2 separate regions of the Arachis hypogaea genome follow, and region 1 is linked to region 2. A link is a contact called in public Hi-C data. All regions are on one chromosome and are shown on one strand. The core of a region is the stretch at or near the end of the contact, and the rest is flanking DNA. Distances in the headings are between cores, read along the strand shown. Region 1 holds the start of LOC112785644. Region 2 holds the start of LOC112783255.

Region 1 (2,703 bases), core at 195-2,694, 220 kb before region 2:
AGTGGTTCTTCACTCCTCTTTCTCAAAAAATGTTCTATTTTTATTCTTTTTTATTTCAAGAAAATTATTAAACTAATAATAAGGAGACATAGTCATACAAAAATAGAACAAATGAATTGTATTTAATCTAGCATTGTAATTTTCTTTTATATTTTTTTATTATTTTCTGTTAGCTAGTCTTGTCTAATTTTTTTATGTTTTTTTATATATTTAGTTATTTACTTAATTTATTATTATTTGTTAATTAAGTTTATGTTATTATATGTTAGTTTGTATATTTAGTTTTTTTATTAGTTAACTATTTAATTACAATTTTATATTATTTATACTACAATGTTAGTATTATTGTTCTGAATTTTAATATCTTATTTTGAATTGAAATATAATTTTTATATTTTATAAAGATTTAGATTGTAATTTATACTTTTTACTAAATATATTTTTAATTATAGGAACTTATTTGGCCATTTGAATTATGAGTAAGTTCAAAACCATTGATACATTTTTTAAAAGAAAAGATCAAGAGAATGAAGATGCTTCTACTCTTACTACTCCAATACTTGAGGGGTCATCAAATTTCATTACTTCAAGTTCTCCATTGAATAGCTCAAAGCGTCCACAACTTCTTCCAAATCAACTGGATGTTTTTCGTTTGGAAAGAGATCCTGGAATGCGACCAATGATTTGGAAGTTTCCTCCAAATAAAAGAGATAAAATCCATCGGGCTTATATTAAAGTTGGGCCAAATCAACCAATTCTTGATAATTATCCATTTTCTGGTGATAAAACTCATCGTCGCTTTCAAGCTTCATGGTTTAAATTGTTCCAATCTTGGTTAGAATATTCTATAGAAGATGATGCTATATATTGTTTTCCATGCTTTCTTTTTGCTAAGGAACCTTCAATCAATACGGGTTCAAATACTTTTATTGAGAATGGTTTCAGGAGTTGGAAGAAAGTAAATAGTGAAAAAGAATGTGCTCTTTTGAATCACATTGGCAAAGGTCCCAACTCATTCCATCATAAGGCGCTGAAATCATGTGATGATTTGATGAAACAATCACAACATATCGACAGACTTCTTCATAAGCAAACATCAGAAGAGATTGAAAAGAATCGAATTCGATTAGGAGCATCTATATATTGCATTAGATGGTTGACATTTCAAGGTTGCGCATACAGAGGACATGATGAAAGCCAAAGTTCAAGCAACAGAGGTAACTTTTTGGAAATGTTGAAATTTTTGGGATCTTACAATGAAAGAGTGAAAAAGAATGTTTTGGAAAATGCTCCAAAAAATGCTAAATATACTTCAAATGATGTCCAAAAAAAATTCTACATATTCTTGCTACTAAGGTGAGAAATTCAATTAGAGAAGAGATTGGAGATGCCAAATTTTGTATTATTGTTGATGAAGCTAGAAATGAATCTAAAAAGGAGAAAATGGCCATTGTTTTAAGATTTGTTACTCTAGATGGTTTTGTTAAAGAGAGATTCTTTGATCTTGTACATGTCACTAATACTTGTGCAACAACTTTAAAGAAAGAATTGATTTCTGTCCTTTCTCATTATAATATCCAAGTTGAAAATATTAGGGATCAAGGGTATGATAGTACTAGCAACATGCGGGGTGAGTGGAATGGTTTGCAAGCTTTGTTTCTTAAAGATTTTCCACAAGCATACTATGTACATTGTTTTGCTCATAGGTTACAATTAGCATTGGTGGCAGCTTCAAGAGAGGTACTTCAAATTCATGAATTTTTTACTCAATTAAACTCTATTGTCACTATTGTTAGTGCTTCTTCAAAAAGACATGATCAATTACAAGAAGTTCAAGCAATTGAAAATGCAAACTTGGTTGCTCAAAATGAATTAAAAACAGGCAAAAGTGCGAATCAAATAAGCACTTTACAAAGAGCTGGAGATACTCGATGGAGCTCTCACTTTAATTCTATTTGCAGTTACTGCTACCAACATTGTTCTCAATAATATCATTGAAGACGGGACAACTTATGCACAAAGAGGTGAGGCTTATGGTGTTAGTAAAATATTATTGTCATTAGAATTTGTTTTCACTTTGCACTTGATGAAAGAGATTATAGGAATCACTAATGTTCTTTGCCAAGCACTGCAACAACAATCTCAAGATATTCTTAATGCAATCATATTGTTTCTACATGAAAGTTACTTCTTCAACAATTAAGAGATGGTGGATGGTGCAATTTTCTTGCAAATGTTAAAGATTTTTGTGAAAAGCATGAAATTGAAATCCCTAATATGAGTGCACAATATTTTTTTGGAAGAGGTCGATCTCGTCAACCAAGTATGACAGTTGAGCATCATTATCGAATAGATGTATTCTTGGCAACAATTGACTCTCAAATACAAGAGTTGAATAGTAGATTTAATGAGCAAACAATAGAGCTTTTGACTTTGAGTTGTGCTTTGGATCCTAATGACAATTTCAAATCATTTAATATTGAAGAAATTAGCAAGTTAGCAGAGAAATTTTATCCCCTTGACTTTCCTTATAATGAGCTAAATATTTTGAAATCTCAGTTGCAACATTATCAGCATAATATACCAAATCATTTGAAAGGCATTGGTACACTTTCTGAATTGTACAACAAAAAGAGCTTTTTCAGCAATGAAAATTGTTAAGACAAGACTCCGAAATAAGATGGCTGATAAATTTCTTGCAGA
Region 2 (2,729 bases), core at 191-2,690:
GCTGAACTGAAACTGAAACCCTAGCTGGCTCCATTGTCCCCTTTCCCTGTTTCCCTTCCCAAATCCTAAACCTTTTGGCCATGACTCCATGAGAGACCACCTTCCACCTGAGACAGAGAGTGTGAGAGAGACCCGTTCAGCCACCTCACCCGGCTCACCATCGTCGCAGGAGACAACCGTCACAGTGCGCCACCCACAACAGCCCAGAAGCACCTCCATCGAAGATTGAAGTCGCCTACTGCTCGTCGCCTACTGCTCGTCGCCTACTGCTCGTCGCCTCCTGCTCGTCAGTCGTCGCCTCCGGTCTCCCTCAGTCCCTCTTCTCTGCTCATCGCCTCTTGCTCGTCAGTCGTCGCCTTCGGTCTCCCTCAGTCCCTCTTCTGATCTTCTCTGTTCGTTGCCTCCTGCTCGTCAGTCGTCGCCTCCGGCCTCCCTCAGTCTCGCTTCTGATCTTCTCTGCTCATCGCCTCCTGCTCGTCAACTGTCTTCTCTGCTCGTCCCTCCTGGTATGTATTTTTAAGTTTTTATTTTTTTAAGTTATTCTAGATTGTTGATTAATGATTAGTGATTATGTATGTTGATTTCTGTTTGATTTCTGTTAGAATTTAGATTGTTGATTATTCTATTTGATTTCTGTTTGATTTTGATCTTTCTTGGTTGTTGATTTATGTTTGATTTCTGTTCAGTTTGTTGAATATCTATTGTTGTTAGATTGTTGATTAGTCATTTAGTCATTTAGTCCTGGTTGATTAGGAATTTAGGATGGCTTCATCAAATACACCATCAGAAACACTAACTTCTTAGGAACAAAGATCAACTCCTGATCCAACAATTAGAACCCAAAAAAATAATAACAGAGGAACAAATGATCCTGCATGGGGCCATTGTAAACAAGTGGGACCGGATTAACCGGTTCAACCCGTGACCCACCGGTTGAACCAGTGATCCAGTGACCCAGTAGTCTGACCGGTTCGATCACCGGTTCAGTTCTAACAACTATGACTTGAAGTATTGGAATCTCTCAATTTTGGGTTGATTTGATCTAATTTCATAAATTAATCATGTTAATGGTTAATTAAGACTCCTAAATGTGTGTTGGGGTGTCACTTAACGTGTCAAATTTTGACACCATCAACAAATAAAGTGACGGAAGGACTAATATGATTAATTTAAAATCTTTAAAAGATGAATTTGATCAAAAAATTATTCGGAATCCAATTTAAAAACCGAATGATCTTTTAGAAACTAATTTAACCATTTACTCGTTATTTTACATGTGTTTCATTTCATATCATTTTCTTGAAGGACTATTAGGATAAAATATTTTTTGCGTGGTAATTTTTTTTGGACTGGGCGTTGTAATGTTCACATATCACAATAGTTTAAGGCATTGCCATCTTGGACCTGTATTGGGCCAATGAGTCAAACCCGACCCAGTTGTATCACGACCGGCATTATACTTGGCCTTTTTCTTTTTGTCTTGTACTCTTTATGTTAGCATCGGACCCCAATCCAATAGATCAAGAGAAATTGATCTTCTGTAAATTAGGGTTTCCGCTTTTCAGTTTGTTCTCCCATTCCACAGACCACAACGAAGAAGAACGAGGGAGTCAACGAGAGGATGAGGAAGAGGAAGAATTATTCCGTCAACCTGAAATCTGATAAAAGCCACTACAACCCTGCTCTCATAAGTATGCCACTTCTCAATCTTGAATTTTATATTGTAACAGAGGATGAAGCAGTGTGATTTAGGTGTTGTTTGTTTGTTCAGAGAAGCAAAAAGAATTCTATAAGAATGCCAAGAATGTAAAGAAGTTTAAGAAGATGTTAAAGCATCAAACGGAGCAAAGCGATCGTTTCTCGACACAGAAACTGATGATTGAGGTTCTTCGATATATCATAACTGTTATAGGTCAAGATTCTAATAGTTGAATCCATTAATTTCAATTTTCTATTTGATGGTGCAGAATAGCAGTGCTGAGATGAAAGAGGATAAGTGCGATAGTGAGAGGAGGCGGAAGAAAAAGTATTGTTTGGAAGAATTGTACAGGAAGAAGCATGAAGAGAAAGAGAGAGAAAGAATGGAAAGAGAAGCAGCCATGATGGCAAAGAAGGAAGAGAGAGAAGAAGCCCAAGCCAGGAGAAAAGCTCTGCGTGACAAAATGCTTAAGAAGACCAGAAAAGGGCAGCCTCTTATGAAATACAGAATTGAACATCTTCTGAGTACTATTCAAGCCTCATCTCAAATTTAATCATCCTAATCCTCTTGATTCAACTTATGCAATAGCAATAGTTGTTGATTGTGCATGTTTAAAATCGTTGTTAATCATAACAATTTTGTACTCAAATTGTTCCCGGTATCCTGCTCTCAGCCTTTCACCCTTGTAAACATTGTTTTATCCAAAGTTAACTCTATTGATGCCATGAAATATTTACTCAAAATTAGATAGAAAATCGGACAAACTTGAGATTTAGAAGCTTTCAAGTTACATGTAAAATAAATTGAACTTTGTTCATAATATTATACTTTCTAAAAATCTAAGGATTAAAATGGTGTTTTTTCTATTGTGAGACCTATTTAGAAGAGTAAGAACATGAAATTTTTTTAAAATGAAACAATGGGATTAGAGAGTGCCTAGAAACTGATTAAGGTTCATGTAAATCAATGGCGTTAGGGATGTCAACGGGGCAGGGCGGGGGATGCCTCCCTGCTCCCCATCTCCGTCCCC

Evidence for each region. A called contact is a pair of places that touch in the nucleus more often than the background predicts.
Region 1: a contact with region 2 is called in a Hi-C map of leaf, with 4 times the contacts expected there. The contact joins the promoter of LOC112785644 here to the promoter of LOC112783255 in region 2. A contact is called at or near these places in 4 of 8 Hi-C or Micro-C datasets (all in leaf).

The regions. Positions count from the first base shown.
Region 1 is chr20:25,878,048-25,880,750 of arahy.Tifrunner.gnm2.J5K5, reverse strand. LOC112785644 reads left to right here and starts at 1,444. Exons shown (of 2, transcript XM_025829094.1): 1 at 1,444-1,740; 2 at 2,185-2,661. The coding sequence starts at 1,444. The coding sequence ends at 2,661.
Region 2 is chr20:25,662,653-25,665,381 of arahy.Tifrunner.gnm2.J5K5, reverse strand. It overlaps LOC112783255, which reads left to right and starts at 1,440. Exons shown (of 4, transcript XM_025826110.3): 1 at 1,440-1,691; 2 at 1,772-1,884; 3 at 1,968-2,223. The coding sequence starts at 1,622.